4 separate regions of the Mus musculus genome follow, and regions 1, 3 and 4 are each linked to region 2. A link is a contact called in public HiChIP or PLAC-seq and promoter capture Hi-C data. All regions are on one chromosome and are shown on one strand. The core of a region is the stretch at or near the end of the contact, and the rest is flanking DNA. Distances in the headings are between cores, read along the strand shown. Region 1 holds the start of Slc2a8 (solute carrier family 2, (facilitated glucose transporter), member 8). Region 2 holds the start of Zbtb34 (zinc finger and BTB domain containing 34). Region 3 holds the start of Garnl3 (GTPase activating RANGAP domain-like 3). Region 4 overlaps Garnl3 (GTPase activating RANGAP domain-like 3).

Evidence for each region. HiChIP or PLAC-seq counts read pairs in DNA pulled down with a chosen protein or histone mark. Capture Hi-C pulls out chosen DNA fragments and counts their contacts.
Region 1: a promoter capture Hi-C map of liver shows a contact between it and region 2. The contact joins the promoter of Slc2a8 here to the promoter of Zbtb34 in region 2. A contact is called at or near these places in 10 of 39 promoter capture datasets (the 3T3-L1 cell line, the C10 cell line, the HPC-7 cell line and 6 more), 2 of 484 Hi-C or Micro-C datasets (both in embryonic stem cells), 16 of 115 datasets of contacts at active chromatin or transcription factors (the 230-238 cell line, the SCID.adh cell line, T-cell acute lymphoblastic leukemia and 9 more) and 4 of 9 other capture datasets (adipose tissue, embryonic stem cells, liver and 1 more).
Region 3: an H3K4me3 HiChIP or PLAC-seq map of bone marrow-derived macrophages shows a contact between it and region 2, with 4 times the contacts expected there. The contact joins the promoter of Garnl3 here to the promoter of Zbtb34 in region 2. A contact is called at or near these places in 25 of 39 promoter capture datasets (the 3T3-L1 cell line, 3T3-L1-derived adipocytes, the C10 cell line and 16 more), 2 of 15 datasets of contacts at CTCF or cohesin (the NIH/3T3 cell line and large pre-B cells), 5 of 484 Hi-C or Micro-C datasets (CD4 T cells, CD8 T cells, bone marrow-derived macrophages and 1 more), 20 of 115 datasets of contacts at active chromatin or transcription factors (the 230-238 cell line, T-cell acute lymphoblastic leukemia, bone marrow-derived macrophages and 11 more) and 4 of 9 other capture datasets (adipose tissue, embryonic stem cells, liver and 1 more).
Region 4: a contact with region 2 is called in an H3K27ac HiChIP or PLAC-seq map of embryonic stem cells, with 3 times the contacts expected there. The contact joins the enhancer-like site here to the promoter of Zbtb34 in region 2. A contact is called at or near these places in 2 of 39 promoter capture datasets (the 3T3-L1 cell line and the C10 cell line), 5 of 115 datasets of contacts at active chromatin or transcription factors (the 230-238 cell line, bone marrow-derived macrophages and embryonic stem cells) and 1 of 9 other capture datasets (adipose tissue).

The regions. Positions count from the first base shown.
Region 1 is chr2:32,980,808-32,984,099 of GRCm38.p6, forward strand. It overlaps Slc2a8 (solute carrier family 2, (facilitated glucose transporter), member 8), which reads right to left and starts at 1,276. Exons shown (of 10, transcript NM_019488.5): 1 at 1,151-1,276; 2 at 914-1,076; 3 at 554-760. The coding sequence starts at 1,206.
Region 2 is chr2:33,429,692-33,432,836 of GRCm38.p6, forward strand. Zbtb34 (zinc finger and BTB domain containing 34) reads right to left here and starts at 1,633. Exons shown (of 3, transcript NM_001085507.1): 1 at 1,540-1,633.
Region 3 is chr2:33,128,940-33,132,160 of GRCm38.p6, forward strand. Garnl3 (GTPase activating RANGAP domain-like 3) reads right to left here and starts at 1,680. Exons shown (of 30, transcript NM_001355200.1): 1 at 1,485-1,680. The coding sequence starts at 1,576.
Region 4 is chr2:33,005,741-33,008,772 of GRCm38.p6, forward strand. Garnl3 (GTPase activating RANGAP domain-like 3) reads right to left here. Exons shown (of 30, transcript NM_001355200.1): 20 at 1,509-1,607; 21 at 1,058-1,174. Among named protein-coding and RNA genes, the nearest start is that of Slc2a8, 25 kb to the left of the region's middle. Within about 2 kb of position 1,456, at least 2 of the 459 cell types and tissues checked have an H3K27ac peak or open chromatin away from gene starts, as enhancers often do. A contact at or near this core is called in embryonic stem cells, where this site is marked.

The DNA of each region.
Region 1 (3,292 bases), core at 26-2,525, 450 kb before region 2:
AAACAAACAAACACAAAACAAAAACAACCCACAGGTCCCCAGTCTCCCTTTCCTCTAGCTCCTTCACGCCTCCAACAGATGAAGAGGATAAGCAGGAGGCCATGGAAGTGAAGGAGGGATGGGTGGTCATCCAAGTGTGTAGCCACAGGTTGCTGGTGACCCTCAGTTGCTAGGGTCTAAATCTTTTCAGACACTATCCCGGGCCAGCAGTTTCCTGTGCAAAGGCCGAAACCACCTCGGGACTAGGCCTTACTTTACAGGGGGGCACTGAGGCTGGGAGAGAAGCCTGTGTCCAGGTAAGTGGTCCAGGTGTGTGGGCTGCAAGGTATATGTAGCCTTCACTGCAAGCAGTGAAGGGAGCCTGCAGCCTATCCTAGGGACAAACCAGAGTAGAACTGCCCAGTTAACAAGAAAATAGGGGCATTCCCGTTATCGCTGCCTAGCATACAGTGACACCACCATAGTAGAGTAAAAGATCAGTAAGGAACTGCCTCGCTGCTGACCGGCTGCCCCCTGCCTGGCAAAGGTCATCTAGGAGGCTCAAACCACTCACCGGTGCCACTAGTGAGGCGACTCCGCAGGCAAGGCCGGTGAGGAGGCGGCCTCCGAGCAGCATCCACACATCCCGGGCCGCGGTGATGACAGCAAAGCCAGTCACGAAGGGCACGGTGCAGAGCAAGAGGCTCAGCTTGCGCCCTGCACGGTCCAGGAGCCAGCCGCCCAGTATGCCCCCTGCAGCAGCGCCCAGGGTCACGACGGCCTGGGGACCCGGGACGGGCTGAAGAGGAGGCCACCAGGGGCCATGGCCCACGATCCTTCCACCCCACGCCCCCTAGTCTCAGAGGAAAGAGAATGAGGAGGATCCTGGGGTGCGGCAGAGAGTGGGGGACCCAGGACTCCCCAGAGGGCTCACCCCGAACCAGGAGGCCGCATTGTCTCCGAGGCGCAGGGCCGGGGGTGCGGTGCGCCGCAGGCTGGGGATGGCGGGGGAGCTGTAGCCGAGCGCGAAGCCGAAGCTGAGGGGTCCCAGAGCGGCGGCGAAGGAAGCGAGGAAGACCCGGCGGCCGCGGGGAGTCCTACGGGTACAAGGCGGGGCGTGAGCGGTGTCGCCGGGCGTGAGAGAGTGACCGCGGCCCCTGGGAGTCCTCACCTGGCTTCCGGTGGCCGCAATAGCGGCTGCGTCTCCTGGGGGTCCTCGGGAGACATGTCAGCAGGACCTGACCCGCGAACTGTCGCCGCTCGGGCGAGCGCGGCCTCCGCTGCAGGAGTGACCAATGGGATGCTAGAACCCGGCCCCCAACCAGAGCTGGCCAATGGAAGTACAGAGCCGGTTGCAAAGCTCAATGGAGCTGAACTACGCCAGCGACCCAAGTAAAGGTTTGCAGGGAGCTGTGTCCGGGACCCAGGCACGACTGTCCAATTGGAGTGTGGTGTGAGTCTGAAGGCGTGGCCCATCAGGTCTGAGCTTGCCAATGAGAATGGAAAGATTGTTTGGGTGTTTTGTTTTTGTTTTTCCCTCTAATCATCTATTGGGGGCTGGAGGGAGTGGGGGGGGGGGGGATGGACAGAGGTGACAGTGTGCCTGTGCACGTTCGAAGTAAACTTCCCTGAGTTTGTTTTCCTTCCACCAAGTGGATCCTCCGGATCGAACGGAGGTCGTCAAGCTTGAGGGCAAACACCTTACAAGCAGAGTCATCTCGCTGCCCCTATTTTGGTGGTTTCTTTTGCTTTTATTTAAACTTTATTTGTATGAGTGTTGTTTACATGTTCACGTGTGTGTGTGTGTGTGTGTGTGTGTGTCCCATGCATTCCTGGTGCTTGTAGAATTCAGAAAGCATCATCAGATCCTACGGAACTGGAGTTAGAGATTGTTGTGAGCCATGTGTGTGCATGCTTGAGCCCTCTGCTGGAACAAGTGTTCGTAAGCATTGAGCCATCCTTTATATTTTTACTTTTATTTTATTTTAATTTTTATATGGAATTGTCTCTAAATCTAGCCTCCACTAATGAGGGTAGTAGTGGGTCAGCGATGGATCACACTGGCTCCCGAAAGACTTCCCACCCTTACTACCCACAGTTCCCTGGAATAGGCTCCTCCCCAACTTTGACTTCTGCTTCAGAGAGCGTCAGGGTGAAAAGGCTCCAAGAAAACTCTCTTGGGCCACCTGTTCCTATCCTTGGACTTTCTGACATTGACCTGGTGCTTCTGGTAGCAGCTCACCTTCATCATGAGTGCTACAAATGTCTAGAATTCTGAGATGATGAGGACCCTGTCAGGCAAGGTCCCCCATTCCAGAAGTGGGACAGAGTGGAACTTAGTGATTCCCTTGTTCCCTGGTTACCCCACGATCATGGTAATTATCTCTATTGTCCTCCCGCCCCGAGTCTCCCTGTGATTGTGTGCCTCTACTGCTCTGCTTAATCGCTACCTTTGTGGCAGCTTCATCCGTACAGATGTAGAAAGAACCAGTGAGAGGCACCTAGTCCCTCTCTGTGCCTGGGTGTCTTCATCTCTAGAGGGCTGTGAGCAGGCTAAGCCTTAAAATGCCCATCCCGTCTGTACAGTGGTTTTACGTTACTGCAGCCACCCAATTGTAGCAACCAGCAGTTTGAAGTTTTGATCACAAGACTATTCTTTTTTTTTTTTTTAAAGATTTATTTATTTATTATATGTAAGTACACTGCAGCTGTCTTCAGACACTCCAGAAGAGGGAGTCAGATCTCCTTACGGATGGTTGTGAGCCACCATGTGGTTGCTGGGATTTAAATTCCGGACCTTTGGAAAAGCAGTCGGGTGCTCATACCCACTGAGCCATCTCACCAGCCCACAAGACTATTCTTAAAGGCGGGCGGGCAATACCGGCTTGTCCTTCTACGAAGTTTCCTGCTTGGGTGATAGATCTTATCACTGCTTTGAAATCACCTGCTCTTCTCTCTTTTTTTCCCAATAGGCATCAGGTTTCTGATGTCTGCAGAGTAAAGGTCATGGATGAATTGTATCCAGACTGGGTACTTTGTACCCGAGTGACTGGCTCAGCAGAGTGGCTTATGTAGAAGGGATGCTACAGTAAGCCCAGCTAGCACCAGACTTCTGAGTCATGGGCACCTAGGAACCATTGGCTAGTGGTATCCCTGCCCAATCTGGACCAGATATTGTCTCTAGGAAAGCCCCCCCCCCCCCCGTCCCTTTCTATGAGCAAAGCAATACTAGCTTGGTGAGTCAGATCTCTCTCTTGCTTCCTCTGTATCTCTCATACCTTTGTCTCTTATTTAGTCATAAGCGGCTTCATTA
Region 2 (3,145 bases), core at 383-2,882:
GCAAAGACTGGACAGCGTGAAGCAAGCAGAAAGGATACTCACTGTTCAGCTCTCAACATGGCTCTGACTGCCATGGCCCCCTAGCTCACTATTCCTATGTCCTAGCCTCTATTCCTTCCACCTCTAGCAACCCTGGTCTCTTCTTGGAATATGCCTGCCTTTAGAATAGTTTCAACTTTGGCCTAGTGTTCAAGATCTTTCAGGAACCAAGCCTAATCAACCTTTCCTACGCCTCCTCTCCCATCTTACCCCTCCTCGGCCAGGAAGCTGCACTAATCACTAACTCCATAGGATCCTTTTTTCCCTATCTGAATCCTACTCCCCTTTAACACACAGTTCAAGTACCACCCTTCGCTGACCTATACCTCTCCTGCTGAATTCCACGGGACGTGGCCTTGTGTCACAGACATCACCTAGTCACAGGCAATGTCTGAACACCCACTGTAAAGCCTTGGAGACTCACTGTACCTTCAACTCCTTTCGTCCACCACTCAACTGCATTTTGACTTTTACTAAGCAAGCACTCTACTATTTTTTTTAAACTTCCTACACTAAGTTTGGCGTTAGCATAAAGGAAGGATGGGGGAGGGTGAAACCTCTGGAGTCAGAGACCAACTAAGAAGCTGTTGCAATAATCCAGATGTGAAGCAAAAACAGCCTAGACTAGGGAACAAAGAGAGAATGGGCAAATACGGACAGCAAAATGTTTGCATGCAAAACGCTCCACGGGAAAACTACGGACGGCAGCAAGGAACGATGAAGGATCAGTAAAGCTATTTCCAAGAAAACCCTTCTGGGAATCATTTTAAACCTCCCCGAGGCAAAGTGCACGAAGTGGTTAAAAAGTCTACATCTGGAGTGGAGGGGGAGACATCGGTAGAACTGCCCAGCGTGTTGAACCAGGCATAGACCTTGCAATGTCAGATATTCACAGCATGAGAGGTCTGTAGGGAGTTCATCTAAACTCTCAGTTCTTACATGGAGAAACTGAGGCCCAGCATGGAATGGGAAAGACTTGCTGAAAACCTCAAGATGGGGCGTCCCAGAATTGAGTAGCCCCCTAACAGTCACCTGGCCTAGGCGAGCAGTATTTTAACACGCCCCCTCCCCAGTCCGTCCTCAGCCCTGCGCCAGTGGCCACGCAGACCACCCAGGCCAAGCTTAACACGCGCCGCCTGTTTACCTGGCACACGGCGATGGCCAGAGGCAGCGGCTCCTGGGCAGCCTCCCGCTGACCCCCGCAAACCGGGCCTGGCTCTCCGGGGACAACGGTCACTAAGACCCCTCGGTACGGGAGGGAGAGCGAGCCGCCCGGGGCGGAGGCTGGAGGGGTGCAGGGCAGCTGCCCCGGGTCGCCACCCCTCGGGGCCAAGCGCCTGGCCTCCGGCAGGTGCCCGGGCCTCAAGACCCCGCCCGGCCGGCCCCGACACTGACCAGGCAGCCTCTCCCCCGTCCCGCCGCGCTCACGGGGGAGGTCGGACAGCCGCCCCACGGGTCGCCCCGACCCTGCCGCCTCTGCCCGCAGCCCGCCAGCCTCACCTGGGCCGCGCGCCGCGTTCACATCGCCCGCCCGCGGCGCCCCCTCCGCCGCCGCCGCCGCCGGCGCCAGGCCCTTCCCCGCCGCTCCCGCTGCCGCCCCTGCCCGCGCCCCCCGCCCCCGGAAGCGCTTCCAGGCCCCGCCCCCTCGGCGCCCGCGCTTCCGGGCAGGCGCGGACCCGGGCGGGTGTCGATATGGCCGGACTTCTCGCGGCGGGCCGGTCGGAATCCCAGCTCCTGGCTAGTGCTGCAGGCCGACCAGTAGACGGGCGGGTAGCTGAACAGCAACCCGGGTTTGGAGCCTGAAATCCCGACTCTGCGGCCCGTGGCCTTCCGCCCGCCTTCTCCTTGGCTCCACCTGCTGGCCGGAGCAGGACTCGACCGTGTGCACCCGGACCCTAAGCCTGTGGAAAGCCCCACACCTACGACCTGCTAAGCCATGCTTTTTAAGTTCTTTATTTCTATTTTTATTATTTTAGGGTCTTGCCTTGAGACAAGGTCTTAAAAAACAGAATTCCACTATATATATAAGGTTGGCCTTCAACTCAAACAGATCTGTGTACCCAGGATTACACTACAAGTGTGAGTCCCCATGCCCAACTACCTGGGCAGCTTTTCTCTTCTGCAAAAAGAAGGCTATCTGGCTTTAAAACAAGATCCCAGCCGGGCAGTGGTGGCACACGCCTTTAATCCCAGCACTTGGGAAGCAGAGGCAGGCAGATTTCTGAGTTCAAGGCCAGCCTGGTCTACAGAGTGAGTTCCAGGACAGCCAGGTCTATAGAAAAACCCTGTCTCGAAAAACCAAATAATAATAATACAAGAACCCACAGGCTGGAGAGATGGCTCAGCAGTTAAGACTGCTGACTGGGATAGCATTTGAAATGTAAATGAAGACAATATCTAATTTAAAAAGACAGCTGACTGTTTAGGTTCAATTCTCAGCACCACATGTCAGGCCTCAATCTGTCTATAACTCCTGTTTTAGAGATCCAACGCCCTTTTCTGGCCTCTCCCAACACTAAGCATGTACGTGGTACCCACACATACATGGAGACAAAACACCCAGCACATACAATAAAAAGGAACAGCTAAAAAGAAGAAGAAAAAGCAAAACAAAACAGACTACCTCGGGCAGGAAGTCTGGGCTTGTTCACAATGTCCACAGCAATGAGATTCTGTTTCCCTGTGAACCCAGCCTGGGGGCTCATCTTTTTTTTTTTTTTTTTTTTTTTTTGTTTTTCGAGACAGGGTTTCTCTGTGTAGCTCTGCTGTCCTGGAACTCACTCTGTAGACCAGGCTGGCCTCGAACTCAGAAATCCACCTGCCTCTGCCTCCCGAGTGCTGGGATTAAAGGCGTGCGTCACCACACCCGGCTGGGGCTCATCATTTTAACTGATTCTTATTGAATGTGTGGGTAACAATCTGGTTTCTCGACGGTGACAGTGCTTGCATGTGTTAAGGACAATGGAGTCTAAAATGTTAAGGATTTGGCCTTCCTGCCAAATGTCTTAAAGGACTGACCATCTATCTACCCTTACTATTTCATACCAGACCACTTGGGCGTCTTTTGTTTGTTTGTTTGTTTGTTTTTCAAGGCAGGGTTTCTCTG
Region 3 (3,221 bases), core at 430-2,929, 300 kb before region 2:
AGGTGTCTTGGCGAGGTGTTCCACAGCCACAGGTGTCTGTGGCTCCCGGACTGCATGGGCTGCATTACAGAACCATTCCTTCATGTCCGGAAGTTCTGTAGCAGCACTGTCCTAAGCAGGCTGCCTCAGACCTGAGAGATTCTCTTTGCTCCAGTCTCTTGGTATACCTCTTCCTATTCTTCATGCTCAAGCCATAGAGATTGTTAGCTGCCTGGGTCTCCTATGGAAGGGAAATGTTCCACTCAGGTCACCACACAAATATTTAGAACCTTCTTGGCAGATGCCCAGGTGCTGATCACACAAAGCTAAGCCTAGAGTTCAAGAAAGACTTTCAAAAAGAATTGATGAGCAGTTCTACAGCCTGAGGGAGGAGTGCCCAAGCCCTTCAGGCTCTGTGATGGGCCAGGCTTGAGGCAGCTGTGGTGATGGGGAAGAGGCTAGGGCAGCGGCTAGAGCAGCCTTGATATCTGTCCTTACCACACAGCATCAGAACTGCTGGAGCAGTGTGTCAAGGACTGAGTCTGAGAAAGGCCAATTAAGGGCATCACACCTTCCTTTAAGGATCTTGGCTGGTTTGCTTTGTGCCTTAGCAAATGAACTCTCTTTTCCACCTCAGTGGAGGTTAGAGTCCTACATCTTTTTTCTCTTCCTCGTCCCTACCCATGCTATGGCAATTAAAAACTCAGGGGTGCAGGCAGCAGTAGGCTAGGAGGAAGGGGGTTGGCTTCAGGATACCCTCCCTAAGGCCATTATTACAGAATACTGATGAAAATCTGGCCCAGATGGTGGTGCTGGAGTCATTCTGAAAGGAATGAGTCCACCTGGAAGCAGGACCCATTTCAAGTTACAAGGAATTCCTTGGAGGTGGGAGTAAGCCGGGGATAGGCATGGGCAAGAGCCGCAAAGGGAAGGGCGTGTCCGGCAGCAGCCAAGCTTCACCTACGGCCAGGCTGGTTCCTCAGGAGGGCGCCAGTTAAGGAAGGTAAGTCCGGGAGGGGCACGGACAACCTGGGAAAGAGAAAGGACCTAGGAACTATGCAGGGTGCCCCCCACCCCAACCACAGATGGGCGGGGCCATAGGCAGCAGGTGGCCAGGCACTTGGGGTGCGAGGATGGATTATAGAAAGCAAGAGAAGCCTAAAGGGTGTCCTTTTGGGGGCTTAGGGGTTCCGACCTTGTCCTTGAGCATTTAGAAGCAGGCAGGTCGCGTTCTCCACAGCCCAAGACCTCCCTGAGCCGTAGTGTGCAGGGCCTGTCACAGGGCCGAGGCTTCGGACGTCCACATCATCTGCCGGCCGGACACAGGTCTCTAGCCCTCCCGCTGGGCACTCCCTCAGCGTGGCCCGGCCGCTCTACTGGGCTCTGCGCCGACTCCCTCCCACGCCGCGGCCTCGCCACACTCTGTCCCCTCACACCGCCAACCCCCACGTGGCCTACTCCCCTCTCCCACCCCTAGAGGCTGCACCCCTCCGGGGCAACGGTACCTGGGACTCTCAAAGCTGCACCCCCTGCGCCGCAGCGCCGCCCTCTTCTGCCGCAGGAGCGCAGCGGCAGCCCCGCCGGGTTCCTGCTCCATCGCCCCGGGCGGGGGCCGACGGCTCGGGCACACTCGGGTGGGCTCGGGCCTCGGCGGTGTTCGGCCGGACGCTCAGCTAGCGCGCCGCAGCCCACGCCCCGCCCCGCACCCCTCACCGGACCCAAGCCCCGCCTCTGTCCCGCCCCAAACTCCAGCCCAGCCTGGGACCTCAGGCCCCGCCCCGAACTCCAGCCTAACCACGCCCTCAGACTATTCGCGGGGTCCAAGCCCCGCCCCTACTCTAATCAGGTCCCTTGAACACGCCTGAGGCTTTAGGCCCCGCCCCTACTCTAACGGCCTAACCACGCCTCTGGCTTTAGGCCTCACCTCTGCCCCGCCCCCATTCTAGCAGGTACGCCTCTTCCGAACCTCTGGCTTTAAGCCCTGCCCCTAGCCTAGCGAAGTTTGCCTCATCTCTCCGGAGCTAGTCTCCGGAACCTCCCTGATCTCCTACCGAATCCACTCCCTTTGGTCCTTTTTGAGGCCTTGGCCCTCCCCCTGCCTCGCCCCTAATCTAGAAGATCCTCCCTCACCACTCAGCTGGGTTTAGGCCCCGCCCCCTCACCGCCCCAACCCAGTCTATTTGAATTAGGTTCAGGTCCCGCCCCTGTCCGCCTTTGCCCCGCCCCAATCACGCAGATCTCCTCTCAGCTCTGCTCAGGCTCCACCCGTGCCCCGCCCCAAGTACCAAGCCTTACCTATCAGTGGGCTCAGGCCCCACCCCAAACCCTTATCCAGTCAGTCCCTTTGCCCTTCAGCTTTGCCAAGGGCCCGCCCCATCTCTTAGCCAAACCCACCTCACTCCCTAGTCTGGGCACAGGCCACGCCCCGAGCTAACGATCTCCGTTTCTCCGGCCCTTCTCAGACCAGTGCAGGCCCCACCCTGCCTCTACACCAGCTCCAGCCACGCCCCTCCTGAACTGGCCTCACCAAGATCTTCTACCCGCGCTCCCTCCGTTCTTCTGTGTAGCGCACGCAGGCTCCCAATGCCCACTGGATCCTCAACTTCGTCGGGTCCACGGCCCATCACTCCCGCTCCTTACCATTCCCACAGATCTAGGCCCTTCCCACCTACCCCTCCAGCACAGAGCGCTCTATCGGCCCGCCGCTCCACAGCTCCGATTGCTGGATTCTCTGCTGACCCTCCTCACCTCAGCACCTCTTGGTCCTTTCTATCGTAGCACCGCCTTCTTTTGGGGGCCGCCTTTCTCCACATCCCGCCCACAGGCATGGCCCCCAACCCCGGAGCTCCGCCTCTTTTCTCTTGAAGCTGAGGTCTGTACTTAGAGCAATTTTGTTCTCTCGTCCCTTGGCTATTCCACCCCAAGAGCCCTCTAGCTTCCCCGCCTACAAGTCCCGCCTATCTAGCCCCGCCCATGTCGCCTCTTTCTCACTTCAGGAGTGCCTGGATGGTGCGGGTCTTCCTGCCTGAACTGGGGTCCACCATGAGGTTTGCGCTACCTCAGGATCTAACCAGTCAGCAAAAGGAGGTACTACTGTCTCCTGGTGGCTGTTTGTGGTCTGACACAGTGAGGCTGAGGGGAGCTTTGGTTGTCTACCAGTTGTGGGTTCAGGTTTTCATTCATAACCTTCCAATTTTGTGACAGCTCTAACCTCCACCCCTCATTTCCTCCCCGAGTCGGAT
Region 4 (3,032 bases), core at 206-2,705, 420 kb before region 2:
TGAGTGCTTGAGCTCATATACTGAGCTCATACATAAGCTCATATATTTGAGGGCTTGGTCTCTAGTTGGTGGGACGTTTGGGAAGTACTAGGAAATGTGGCCTTGTTGGAGGAGGTGTGTTACTTGGCCTTGAGGTTTCAAAAGCCCACACTGTCCCTGGTAATAGCTCTCTCTGTCTCATGGCTGCTGTCTCTAGTTATGAACTCTGAGTCTCTGCTCTAGTGCCATGCCTGCCTGCCTGCCTGCCTGCTGTCATCCCATGCATCACTGACTTGCCCTCTGAACCAATAAGCTCACAGTCAATTGCTCCTCCTGTAGTTGCCTTGGTCACGGTATCTTAGCCCACAGCAGAGGGGTAAATGAGACAGTGTGTGTGAGTGTTTGGCCTGCGTGTGTGCACATGCACCATGTGTATATCCAAAGCCTGAGGAGGTCAGAAGGGGAGCACAGGCAGTTGTGATCTGCCATGTAGATGCCTGGAATTGAACCTGGGTCCTCTGCAAGAGCTACAACTGCTCATGGCCTCTGGGTCAGGCAGGTCTCTATGCCCAGTGCTTGGCTTTGTATCTGCTACACAATAGAGATGGAAGTAGAGGTTAATCAGGACTCTAGAACCAAAACCCCAAAGTGTCTTTTGTTACAGGGTAGCTAAGAGAGCTGAACTCACTCCAAGACCTGTGGTCCAAGGCTGAAACTCCTCGTCCTCAACCTGCTTTCCTATTTTTGTAGCTTCTTAGGGAAGCTGAGATTCCATGTAGGCAGTTCTGGGAGTCAAACCCAGGGCTCTGCCCAGCACTTATTTGGCAAGTGCTCCTCCCTGACCTACACCCGTACTCCTCATTCTATAAGGAGGAACTATATTTCTTTCCATCCCCACTATTAATTTTTATTTTCAGTGGCCTGGACATTTTAACAGAAATAGTTTCTTTCTTCTTTTGTGACAGTGTCTCAAACTTGCTGTGTGGCCAGGGGTGGCTTCCGTAGCCTGGGGATAGAATGCAGGGCCTCATTCAGTCCAGGCAAGCACTGCCCTGGCTGAGTTCCTTCCAGCCCTCACCTTTGGTTTTCTCCAGCTTGTTTTCTCGGCAGTCAGATCTGCTCCTTCCAGTCTGCCTGCCATCAAGGCCTTTCTGCACAGCACTGAGCCGGAAGACAAAGAGGCGGGCGTCTTTCCCTGGTGATAGAGAGAAGGAAGAGGGATCAGATAGCGAAGTGAGATGACCTGTTGGGACTCCCAGGTCAGATACACAAACCAGGGTTGGGAGGTTCTGGGATGCAAGCAACTGCATCTACCCCATAGCACACTTGCTCTACACAATCGTGGGAGAATGAAACTCTCTATCCCTCCGCTATCCCCACAAGTGAACCACCAAAGCACCACAGCACTGACACCAGGGAGAGGAACAGTGATATGAGCCACAGCCCCAGACCCAGCGACCCTGCGGGTTGGCTGCAGTGGGTCACCCGCCATTTTGCTCTTCCTGGAGCAGCCATCTGAGGGGCGGCACCTTTGTCTGCTCTGAGAACCAGAAGGTCCAGGGTCTCCAGCACGTGGATCTGCTTCACAGGTAGAGTTCTGTCAAACACGGGCACGGATGGGAGGTCATCTGGAAAAGAAGTCTGGTTACCCTGCCGCACCACCTGTGATGCATGCCTGGGGCTGACCCGAGCCTCGCTGGTCAAGGACGGAGTTGGCGTGTAGAGTTCTCATAAGGTCTTAGAAGGAGTTCAGGCACTGCTCGCTCTGCATGGGAGAAGTCCTGATATGCATCACTCAGTAGCATTGAGAACTCTATGGGGGTGGGCAGAGCAGCGGGGACATGAAAAGAAGCTACGTTTTTCTTGTTGGTGCCACCAAAGAAAGAGCAGCGTGTCTCAACCCCAGGTTTACTGGGTTGTAAAGGACTGAATAACACGGGGGTGTGTGGGGTGTGTGGGGAGAAGCAGCAATTATTTTCCTTTGGATGCTATAATATAAATTATCATATCTTATATTATTGCTTGCATTTCTCAAGAAAGTAAATTGAAAGCTTCTTTTACATTTAAAGTGAGCAAATCCTATCCCTAGCCTGCCTCTGTCTGTATCAATAGTAGTCTGCTTATATGGTTTTTTTGTTTCATTTTGTTTTTCAAGACAAGGTTTCTCTGTGTAGCTCTGGCTGTCCTGGAACTTACAAAGACCTACCTGCCTCTGCTTCCTCAGTGCTGGGCTTCAAGGTGTGTGCCATCACTGGCTGATGTGCTAATATGTTTTTAAAAACCATTTTTATTATTTTTTATTATATGTAAGTCTGCATGTGGGTATGTGCATACGCGTACAGGTGCCCTTGGAGGCCAGAGGCTTGAGATCCTCTGGAGCTGGAGTTACAGAGCTTGCTTCTAGTCCTTTAGTGGACTCTTAGGACAGTCAGTCTATCAGCCACAGTCCTTCCTTCTGTTCTGGTACTAGGGGCTCTGTAATGCTGCCAGGAGGATTTGCCTGTTCAGAACATGAGATGATAATTCCAGTACTGTTGTATCTGGGTGAATAACTGCAATTATTTTATGGGTCCACAGTATCATCAGGAGTGGCAGGTCACATTCTCTAAGGGTTTAGTAGGTGCCAGACCATGAAGCGTCTTACATTTTTTAATTTAGATGCCTCATTTACCAGAATTGGTCAGCACTAGTAACATCCCTAGTTAACCAAGAATGAACCAGATGCTCAAAAGTGTTCAGAAAACTTGTTCACACCTTAAACATGTGGAGTCAAAAAGAATGGAGCACCTCCTTGTGTGCTGGAAACAGAGGCTCACTGTGTACCGCCGAGCCCAGCATGGGCCAGCATGCACTCTCCCTATGCGCCCCAGCTAGCTAAAGGGTTTGTATGCAGACAGGAAGGAGAGAAGGCAAGGACAGGAGAAAGTGACAAATTTAGTGGCTGCTTGATTAATCACCCTTCCTTTTTGTAATCTTGGTATGAAGACCAAGTCTTTAGAAAGAGCTTTTCTATTACCATAAAACCAAAAAGGTGACAGCCTACTTTACTCAGT